Regions from separate parts of the Zea mays genome. Here region 1 is linked to region 2. Evidence: chromatin contacts called from public Hi-C data. All regions are on one chromosome and are shown on one strand. Each heading gives the region's core, a stretch centred on a gene start, on an enhancer-like site or on the middle of the called end of the contact. The rest is flanking DNA. Distances are from core to core; before and after follow the strand shown. Region 1 holds the start of LOC100192721 (Mannose-1-phosphate guanylyltransferase 1). Region 2 holds the start of LOC103631953 (methionine--tRNA ligase, chloroplastic/mitochondrial).

Evidence for each region. Hi-C and Micro-C count contacts between places; a contact is called where the count stands out from the background.
Region 1: a contact with region 2 is called in a Hi-C map of tassel, with 2.0 times the contacts expected there. The contact joins the promoter of LOC100192721 here to the promoter of LOC103631953 in region 2. A contact is called at or near these places in 4 of 25 Hi-C or Micro-C datasets (ear, leaf, leaf mesophyll and 1 more).

Annotation. Positions count from the first base shown.
Region 1 is chr1:21,350,640-21,356,531 of Zm-B73-REFERENCE-NAM-5.0, reverse strand. It overlaps LOC100192721 (Mannose-1-phosphate guanylyltransferase 1), which reads right to left and starts at 3,477. Exons shown (of 14, transcript NM_001137922.1): 1 at 3,380-3,477; 2 at 3,167-3,267; 3 at 2,977-3,080; 4 at 2,676-2,736. The coding sequence starts at 3,206.
Region 2 is chr1:21,034,543-21,040,107 of Zm-B73-REFERENCE-NAM-5.0, reverse strand. It overlaps LOC103631953 (methionine--tRNA ligase, chloroplastic/mitochondrial), which reads right to left and starts at 2,094. Exons shown (of 12, transcript XM_008653808.3): 1 at 1,676-2,094; 2 at 1,039-1,182; 3 at 789-938. The coding sequence starts at 1,951. It overlaps LOC103631944, which reads left to right and starts at 2,808. Exons shown (of 1, transcript XM_008653798.3): 1 at 2,808-3,659. The coding sequence starts at 2,873. The coding sequence ends at 3,454.

The DNA of each region.
Region 1 (5,892 bases), core at 2,228-4,727, 320 kb before region 2:
CGTTCGGGTTCTCAGCGTCTTCACCACGCTGCAGTTCACCGACATCTTCACCAAGGGGTTACCGTCGAGTGTATTTTTAGACTTTCGATCCAGTCTCAACATCTGTACAGGATAGAGTTGTGACTGCGCGGGGGGGGGGGGGGGGGGTGTTAGACTACCCGTCTAGGGTTTGGGGTGTTCCCCTTGTAATTACCGTCTCACCCTCACTGTAATGGGCCTGGCCCAGTTACTAAGTCTATTAATACTACTCCCAACCCTGTTTAGGGTCATGGGTTCTCATTCCAACACCATTGAGCAAGACACGAGTCGAGGAGGTGGAGAGGATCATACATAGGAGGTTACGCCACAGCGGACCAAAACCCAAATGCTACAAAGTCTCCAAAAGGAATGCCTAGGAAACGGAGTCAACTGCTTTTGAGATATCCAATTTAAGAAGAATATGTGTTTCCTACTTTTTATGCAAAGACTTCACCACCTGCTAGGCAAACATGAAGTTATCATGAATCCTTCTGCCCCGGACAAAAGCACTCTGGCTAACCGGCACCAATGTAGGCAGCAAAGGAGCCATCCGATTGGCCATGATTTTGGTGACCAACTTTGCGACACTATGGATCAAGCTAATGGGTCGAAAATCTGTAACCTCAGTTGCATCCAATCTCTTTGGAAGGAGGGTGATGTTAGCTGTGTTGAGCAAGCGGAACTTGTTCATATGACCATTCTGGATAGCAGGAGCAGCCAGGACATCCCCCCTAATGCAGCCCCAGCAGGTAACATAGAAACGGCCAATAAACCCGTTTGGTCCCGGAGCCTTATCCATTGGTAAGTACTTGACAGTAGCCCACACCTCATCCTCTATGAAAGGAGAGTCCAAGGAAGAGAGATCATGTCGTTGGATCCCAATGGCGTCCAGATTAATGGTGTAATTTAGAGTCGACAAGCATCAAGACGAAGAACAGCGGGGACAAGTGCAACATAGCTCAAAAACCACTTTTGTCCAAGTCATTCTCTTATCGTATATCTCGAGATGGCTTTGGGAATTTTTCCTTATCATTTTTATCCGAGTTATCCTTTTTGCTCGGCTCGGGCCTGTTGGACTCGGCCTCTGATAGCTTGAGAATCCCTTAAGATGAAAACAATTCCTGGTCTTATGGTAGCTCTCCGGGTGATAAACACAATGTTGCATCATAATCTTCTAGAACTCATCTTGTTCAAGAGCTGAACATTGACACCAAGCCCCCCGTTTAACGGTTGTTGTGAGTTGATGATCTATCTTATGTTACTTATCCTTGCCATTATCTAGTTCAGCTCTCTATTCTTTCTTGTCCCTATCTCTTCAAGATGAATACATGTGTCGATGACTTCCTCGCTTATGGCATAGCTGTTGGAAATCTAGAACAAAGAAGTCAGTGTGGTTGGAGCTTTGCGTACAAGTTTCTGAGACGATTCTCGATTCATGAGACCCTTCCGAAAAACATGTATAGATGCCTCATCTGGCATGTCAGAGATATCAGCATTCACATCATGTCACCTCTTGATGTAACTATTTAGAAACTCATCTTCCTTCTAAAGAATTTGTCCAAGGTCATACCAAGTCTTCTCCCGGTCACAAGCCACACCAAAGTTGTTGATGAATTGACGTTTAAATCCCTCCCATTAGTCGATAGAATTTGTCCGAATAGGGTGCCAAGACATATGGTTATTAAAGCGGTAAGGCGACATAAGACGATCAACCCCTTTTTACATTTTAGCGGTAAAGCGTAAGGCGAGGCGACACCTCAATTATATAGATAAATATAAAAATTAGACCAAATATTATAGATGTCATGGTCGGGCGCACGTATGTGAGACGGCGTCGTGCCCGTGACGTGCGCCGCGCCCTAGAGCAAGCAGCAGTCATGCAGGAAAATATGCAGGACACAAGCGCAGCTAGGGGCTAGGAGGGAAAGTAGGATAGCCTGCTGTTATTCAGTTCTTTAGATTGTGGAGTTTGTTGCCCCTTTCGGTTGGGCCTCTGGCCATATAAGATGGTAACCGCACAGGAGATAATCAATCAAGTATTACCAGCCTATCATCTCTCTCTTCCTCTCTAAGCCGGCAACTCGGGGGCATAACCCGGTTGACGAAGGCGGCGACGGCGTGGGGGTATAACCCTGCCGGCGACGACGGATCGCGACTACGAACTACGTAGCCGGGGTCCCGCTGCCTTGGGTACCACTACCCTTGACAATATATCACTAATTACAAGGTGATAGGCAAGCTAGCACAACTGTAGAGCCTTAAGCCCATTCTAGCCTAGTAGAAGATAAAAACAGGAAAAAAAAAACAAGATACTAATGACAAGGCAGATGCATCTCTATAATTTTAGTGATCTCAGGTACAATACCATATATTAGAGGCAGATGCGTCTCTATAAGATGTAACCAACGAATATGCCAAAAACAAGATACTAATGACAAGCTCAGCTTCAGATTCAATACCAACCACTACAGTTCCATTCCACTTATTCTGACTAGTGATAAGTGGACACGCTATCATTCGGTCTAAACAGCAAAGCAAAGAACAACCTCGTGATGTTCTATTATTACACTATCCATGCTTGTGTCTATGATCATCATCAAACTGATAAATCGAGCCAACACGAAAGAAGAGTATGTTTCAGATACTTGGCAACCTACCCAGCATGTCTGGAAGGGGGAAGCTAGAACAGACGTCGCAGTTAAGCAGAACTATGTGTGACTGCAAAACATCAAGCAAAAACAGTAACGAAGTTTTAGAGGATGCCACTTTCTTGATCCAATCGGCATAGCAATGTAATAGATTCCTACAAACCCCAGACGCTGAATGTGTTCTGACTTCTGAATAGGCAAAAGCTATTCAAAAAGATGTGGATAAAGTGATCCACTGCATTACTGCAGCTTTAGAAATATCCGACTTCCAATTCAAGATGACAATCAGGCCATGGCACTAAGTCATTACCGGGCTGTCTTCCATGATGTAATCTCTAAAGATGTAGAGCCCTCCAGCTGACCCGTGAGGCTTATCCTCTCGCAGGTACCTAAAATTTAAATTGGCCAGAGACCCTGTCAATGACACGGCTCTCTTAAATCTCCCTAACGCACCCAGCCAAACACTGCAGAAGCAAACAACATGAGGGCACGAAACAAACCTGACAGGGATCCTGAGCTCGTTGGAGATAGACGAGACATATAGCGCGAATTCCCGCTCGTCGTAGAACCCGATAAGGTATATCTGTGCCAGGTTGGGGATCTGCAGCAATGGGATGCAAGAAAAAAAAACTTTCTCATACGAGCCGCAGGCCGAACCATACAAACGTCACAATTCCACAAAGGACAGGGGAGCGCAGGAATTGGTGGATTACCCGGCTGCAGGCGGAGATGGGGTGGTGCACCATGGGCTGGCCGGCGATAGGGAAGAGCGGCTTGGGCACGTTCAGCGACAGCGGCCGGAACCGCGTCCCTGCACCCGACACCAGCACCAGAGCAAACCGATCAGAGTATCAGACGATGAGAGGGCAGAGGAGGGTCCCGGGGGCGCGCGGCGCAGATCTAGCAGCACTAACCTTTGGTGGGGCCGCCGACCATGATGACGGCAACGACGCGCTGCTCGTAACCGGCCATGGCTGCTCTGCTTCGGCGCTGGTGGCGGAGTGTGGGGGAGGGAGAGACGCGCGCGGGCGAAGGCGTGGCGATGGGATTTGGAGGAGAGCGTGGACCGCGAGTATTTTAGCGGAGGCGAAGGCGATGCCGATCAGACGTCGGAGGAGGTGGTGAGAGCGTAGCGGAGCGGAGGCGGGCGATTTCCGGGCAGCGGCTTTCTGACTTTGTGGGTCGTGCGCTGCGCCCGGTGGGATCCGTGCCGCACCGGGGTGCGGGTGCGGGGTTGAACTGGCGCTGAAACCGGTGGCTGAGCCACCGAGGGCAGAGCCGAAGCTTCATTTCTCCAAATGCCGATAATAACGGTCAGGGAACGTGGCGGTAGCGGATAACTGAGCTTGCACGGAATATCCCGTCTGGAGTTTAGGATATCCTGGTGGAGTACTGTGTTAGAGATGGACGAAGGCGAAACCCTGGCTTGCTGGATCTGGATGGTACTGCCTTTGAGCAAGGAAATTCATGCAACTAGTGGTTTCCGCGCGCCCTGAGCGAGGTTAAACAATATTTAACTCGTTTGTGAGATCTTAATTTATAAATACATACTTTTTTAGTTCTTTTTTATTTATCGTGTTTTAGTTTAAAAATAAACTAACGAACGATAAATATTCGAGAACGAAGATAGCTATAAATTTATTTGAAAAAATAGTTAGTAAGCGGAACAATGTGCACATGATTTATTTGAGGGTACTAATCATATAATATGTGTTGAATTGTAGAAGTGTACAAAAGAAAGATCGTAGACAAACATGTTTGAAAGTCGCCAAGAGGAGGTGAATAGGCAGAAACTGAAATTTACAACTTTAAGCACACTACAAGCTTGGGTTAGCGTTAGAATAAAAGTTAAGTTCGAGAGAGAGAGGAATAAATCGACCAAGAAAATAAAGCGGATGACACGATGATTTGTTTTACCGAGGTTCGGTTCCAAAGAACATAGTCCCTGTTGAGGTGGTCACAAAGACCGGGTCTCTTTCAACTCTTTCCCTCTCTCAAACGGTCACCTAGACCGAGTGAGCTTTCTTCCTTGATTTCCCGGGTCACTTAGACCCCACAAGGACCACCACACAATTGGTGTCTCTTGCTTCGCTTACAAGGCTTTGAGAGTAAGAATGAGAGAACGAAGAAAGCCAACCAAGCAACAAGAGCAACAAAGAAACACAAGACGATCTCCTCACAAGTTCTAAAATACTAGAGTTGAATTGTGGACTTTGATTTGTTCGGATGCTTTGATTTGTGTCTTGGAGTGTAGTGTATTCCTCTTGTATTGAATGCTCTGTTGTGAATGCTTGGATTGTTGGAGTGGAGGTGGTTGGGGGGTATTTATAGCCCTCAACCACCAATTCAATCGTTGGGGAAGACTGTTGTCGATGGGCGCACCGGTCCGGTGCGCCATCGGACACTGTCCGATGCGCCAGCCACATCACCCAACCGTTAGGGTCCTGACGGTTTCGACCGTTGGAGCTTTGTCTTCATGTGGCACCGGACAGTCCGGTGCCGCACCGGACAGGTACTGTTCACTGTCTGGTGCGCCTTCTGGCGGCTGCTCTGACTCTACGCGAATTGTCCGCGCACTGTAGCACTTTTGCATGTGTCCGTTGCAGTCGACCGTTGCGCTGGAGCCGTTGCTCCGCTGGTGCACTGGACAGTCCGGTGAATTATAGCGGAGCGGCTCTTCAGAAACCCGAAGGTGGCAAGTTTGAAGTCGTACGGCCCTGGGCACCGGACAGTCCGGTGCGCCAGACCAGGGTTCTCTTCGGTTTCTTTTGCTCCTTTCTTTTGAGCCCTAACTTTGATCTTTTTATTAGTTTTTGTTGAACCTTTGGCACCTGTAGAATATATAATCTAGAGCAAACTAGTCATTGACAACAGTCATTGATAAACGAGGCCCCCCAATTTGAAGCGTGCTAAGCGTATAAATAAGAACTCACACCAACTATGTTTGATACGTTGCTTGCGCCATTTGCTTTACTTCCTCAATTTCATAGCTCTTGCTCACTAACGCTTGCTAGTTTTCAAGCTTTCTGAGCTTCGGTTAAAAAGACGCATTTTCGTCATTTCTGAAGAAGAAATGTCTCAAGACAAGAAAGTTCCTGCTGAGACGAAGCTGACTGAAGAGGGGAAGCTTTTTGAGGAGAAGAAGGATGTGAATCCTTATATTGCTGGATTTATTGAGTCAATGGCAAAAACAAATACAAAGAAGATTACTAAGGAGATACTGGAG
Region 2 (5,565 bases), core at 845-3,344:
CTTTAGCCAACAATTTCTAAAAAGGAGTATTTATTGACAACACAAGATTGACATAAATAGATTTAAAAAGGACAGACTTGGTGCTAGCGGCTCCCACATGAGTGGGGTCTGGGGAAGGAGTAAGAATAACCGAACCAAGCCTTACCCTGCATTTTTGCAGAGAGGCTGCATCTAACCCAGGACGTTTGGCTCAGTGGAAAGGCTTCTCACCACTGCGTCAGGCTTGTCCTTCTTATTGACATAAATAGATTGATCATGAAAATACTGTTGCATTATATTTTTTATTTATAGTAACATTTTCCTAATACATATTGTTAGTCAAAGTGTTATATTGGAGACAATGTCGATGTCCTAAATTCCTAATGGACTAATATGATGTATCAGAGGAAGTAGAAAACTAAAATAGAGCACATAATAGTATAGTACTCATCTCTGCTGCATAAAAATATCAAGTTTTGCAGTTCCACAATATTGATTGTTAATAAAAAAATTGAAGAGCCAAAAAATTAAACCACACCATTAATCCAAATTCATACTTAAGAGAGGTTAGGCATGGCAATCGACATAGGTACCAGTTCCCTCACCTAAAATGGACAGATAGCCAAGATATTTATCCATGTAAATCCAGAAAAAAAAATGTTGCTCAGAAAACCACTTAGTAGACAATTCTATTAACCATATGACAGCATTAAATCAAATATGTGTAAGGATTAATATGTTTAATGGTACTTCCATAATGGATTGGAAACAGCTCAGTACGATGTGAGGAAGTTGACATGAAAGCTTACCTTGTACTCTTCACAGCTCACACAATAAAGTCCTTCATAATCAGCTCTATATATGTCGCCATTGTTTAACACTCTGGAATAGAATTCGTTCACAACAGCCTCATGCTTACGATCCGTTGTGCGAATAAACTTGTCATATTCTATGTCTAACTGCAAGAAATGTGAAACAAATTTGGAGGGCAAAGCTGAGCTCATGGTTTACTCTGTAGTAAAAAGTATTGTAAACTGAAACTTGGTGTTGTAGACATACGTCAGCCCAGAGCGTCCTATATGAACTTGAAATTGCATCACAATGCTCCTTTGGGTTTCTACCACTGGCCTCTGCGGAAGCAGATATTTTCTCACCGTGTTCATCTGTTCCGGTAATAAATATAACATTCTTCTCTAGCAACCTCTGTAACCACATAAGAATAATCAACAGACTGTTTGATAATAAGAGTCAAACAACTGAAATCAAACATACTACTCCGAATAGTTCATATAGTCAAAACTTAGGCACCCAATCATTCAATTGAAAAAGAAAAGATACATGTAAAATTCACACACCAAGCAATTAGCAACTTCACCAAGGGCACGACTAGAAAGTGGCGTAGTATGAAGTTATGAACTAATTCAGGTTATGGAAAATATGCAACCCCTTTTCTCGTGCAATGCATGTGCAACTAAGTGGTGCATCACCACCTGATCATCCAACGGTACACCGCACCACACGTTTCTGACAGCAGTACAAGTGCACAACAGCCACTTGACAAAATGTTTGACCCCATGTTGGTAAGATTAGTGCTGCAGTGGATCTCGTGCAACCCGGGCATGTGCAATTTGCTTTTGTAGGTTCGACAACTAACTGTTCAAAAATACAGCCGCTGCAATCGTGGGTGGAGGCTTGCCTGGAAGCGGGCGATGGCGTCCGCTGCGATGGTGGTGTAGGCGCTTCCCATATGCGGCGGAGCGTTGACGTAGTAGAGAGGAGTGGTGAGCACGTAGGGCTCCGGCAAGGGGGGCGAGTCAGGGGACGAGGAGGCGGAGGCGATGCAGCGACCGCGAACGCCGCAGCGGAGCGCGGGGGTGAGGTTCCGGGGCAAAGGGGAAGCGAAGGCAAGGCAACGGGCGCCGGCGGCGAGGGAGGAGCACGGCGCGCCAAGGAAGGCCCGCCCGGCGGCCATGGCAGTCGAGACCGGAGGAGGGGATGAATGGGGTTTTGGGTCGCGCCCGTGTGAGGAGAGAATGGATTGGGGTGATCGTTGTGGAGGATGTAAGTGTGTTGGGCTGGACCGATGGATAAGCTTTGGGCTAAATCGTTCGAGCATGTGTGAACGTTTGCGTGATCGACGAGCCCACTAATAATCTCGTCCATCTCTTCTCTGCTATCTATCAAATCAATAGTATAGACAACGGCATGCTGGAAATATAGGCCGGGTTTTTTGGGCCAACACGAGCACGGTTCGAAAATAGGAGCCCAAAGCAAGGTTCAGCACGAAATAATATGTGTCGGGCTAGCACGGTCCGAAGACAGGCCTAGGTCGGGCCTCAAATTCCGGTCATCTGGCCCCCGGCACGGCCCGTATAGATGGGCAGGGCTTGGGCCGGCACGGCCCAATTAAGCCCAATCTGTTTAATTTCTTTAATTTAGTAAGATATCGACTTTATATTGTTGTTATATTGGGAGTTTATGTCGTTAAATGATGCTAGAATTGTTTAATATCTTTAATTTAGTAAGCTATTAATTTTATATGGTTGTAATATTTTGATTTTATGTGGTCAAATATACGGATCGGGCTTGGGCCGGCACGGGCCAACGAAGGCACGACGTGGTTTAGGGCCGGACTGGGCCACTGTTTTTACACTTCGGGCTAGCACGGCATGGCTCAAATTTTTTTGGGGCTTTCTTGGCCCGAATCCATTTGACACGAAGCACGATGGGCTTGGGCCGGGCTGGCCCGACCCGACCTAATTCCCAGCACTAACCATGACTTCACCCTCCTCAACCCCACCATTGTGGTCCTCGCTGCCAAACCCAAGCTCCCTCTCCACGCCGCCCTACTCCAAGCGTCGTCGTTGCTCAGCGTCCCGCCTCGAGGATATCGATGCCCCGCCCCCGCGCCGCAACTGCAAGCCGCCCTCGTTGTTGCACCCGCGCCGCCCACACCCGAACGACCTTGACCCGCACACGCAAGGCCGTCGGGGGACCAAGGCTCCGGCCAGCGTCGCCTGCGGATCGCGTGGATTCTTACGTGTTCGCCTCGGCGGGGCCTGCCAAGGGCTACGACGACGAGAAAGATCTGTGCTGGGGTCAGCCGCTCCGCCTCCGCGCTAGCCATCTTCGCCCCGTCAGCTCGGCCTTTATGCGGGATCTCTCTGTGTCCGCCTCCGCGTCAGGGCACACCACGCGCATCGCCTCAGCGGTGGGCCGCGCTATTTTCTCAACATCGTCGCGGCACCAGCAGAGGACAACTACTCTAACGTGGAGGTGCACGTGTGCCTGCTCGCCACTGCTGCTCGAACGAGCTCCATCTTCCTCCGTCAACCCTGTTGTTGTTTCGCCCCACCACGCCACGCAGGACGCTACTGAAGATGAGACCCAATTAGCGGCGTTGAAGCGGCTGTCGAGGACCCGTCCCCATCTTGAACGTGATGACGATTTGACATTCATAGCGTTTCAGCAATGATTTGACAAAATTGTTGAACCTGCAAAAAAGGAGACCGCAAAAGGAAAGAAAGAGGATCATTACTCGTCAAATAAAAGCAAGGACAAAAAGGTTTCCAATTATTTTTCTGATGGTACTCTATTTAAATAAATGCTACAATGCATCCTAGAATATCAATTGTTACAGTAATTTCCACACATAAAAGATATCAGGTTGGACAGCGTCATGATTTACGTGTTATTCTATTAAACAGTCCTTAAATAAGAGATTTGCACTGACAGGTAACTATTGACGTAGGAGAAGGTTTTAGAGTTTAGGGTTTAGAGATGACTACTAGTGGTAGGCTTAGAGCATCTCCAAGAGATTAGCTAAATAACTTGTCAAGCTAAATTTTAGCTACTTAATAGCATAATAGCTCTCCAACAGACTAGCCATTTAACTTGCTAAGCTATCGGGCTCTCTAAATTAACCCCCTCACTAGCCAAATTTGGCTAACAACTCTCCCTAGCCAAGCTAACTTGTATATTGGAGAGTCTATTGGAATGAGATGTTATATATAGAGTTTAATATTTATAGAGAGACAAATAAAGTGTCAAATAGAGAGTCAAAAATAAAGAGTCTCTTGGAGATGCTCTAATGCTCCTCCATATTAGTGGGCTCATCGTTGTGGAGGATGTAAGTGTGTTGGGCTGGACCGATGGATAAGCTTTGGGCTAAATCGTTCGAGCATGTGTGAACGTTTGTGTGATCGACGAGCCCACTAATAATCTCGTCCATCTCTTCTCTATCTCTTCTCTAGTATCTATTAAATCAATAGTATAGACAACGGTACTACCATGACTAGTGTTGGGAATATAGGCCGGATTTCTTGGGCCAGCACGAGCACGGTCCGAAAATAGAAGCCCAAAGCAAGGTCCAGCACGAAATAATATGGGTCGGGCTAGCACGGCCCGAAGACAGGCCTAGGTCGGGCCTCAAATTCCGGTCGTTTGGCCCCCGGCACGGCCTAATTAAGTCCAATCTGTTTAATTTCTTTAATTTAGTAAGATATCGACTTTATATTGTTGTTATATTGGGAGTTTATGTCGTTAAATGATGCTAGAATTGTTTAATATCTTTAATTTAGTAAGCTATTAACTTTATATGGTTGTAATATTTTGATTTTATGTGGTCAAATATACGGATCGGGCTTGGGCCAGCACGGGCCAACGAAGGCACGACGTGGTTTAGGGCCGGACTGGGCCACTGTTTTTACACTTCGGGCTGGCACAGCACGGCTCAAAATTTTTTTGGGCTTTCCTAGCCAGAATCCGTTTGACACGAAGCACGATGGGCTTGGCGGCTGGCCCGACCCGGCCTAATTCCCACCACTGACCATGACTTCACCCTCCTCAACCCCACCATTGTGGTCCCCACCGCCAAACCCAAGCTCCCTCCCCACGCCGCCCTACTCCAAGCGTCGTCGTTGCTCAGCGTCCCGCCTCGAGGATATCGATGCCCCGCCCCCGCGCTGCAACCGCAAGCCACCCTCGTTGTTGCACCTGTGCCGCCCGCACCCGAACGACCTTGACCCGCACACGCAAGGCCGTCGAGGGACCAAGGCTCCGGCCAGCGTCGCCTGTGGATCGCGTGGATTCTTACGTGTCCGCCTCGGCGGGGCCTGCCAAGGGCTACGACGACGAGAAAGATCTGTGTTGGTGCCAGCCGCTCCGCCTCCGCGCTAGCCATCTTCGCCCCGTCAGCTCGGCCTTTATGCGGGATCTCTCTGTGTCCGCCTCCGCGTCAGGGCACGCCGCGCGCATCGCCTCAGCGGTGGTGAAAGTAGCCTAGAGGGGGGGTGAATAGGCTAATCTGAAAATTTTCACAACAAATTTCGAAAGATTGTTAAATACACAGTTCGACTGGTGCAGACCGGTTCAACAACTACGTGTGCAAGTTGAAGCACTCTGAACCAATCCAACTGTTTTATAAACTTTAGACTATAATCTACTCGAAAAAGTATTTCGCGAGTCCTTTTGAGAAGTAAGTATAACTAATTTAGAATGAGAAGATGAGTATGCAAAGGCTATTTCACTTCTAGATATACTCTACGGAAAAATCTATATGTCACTCTTGCAAGTAAAAATATCTTA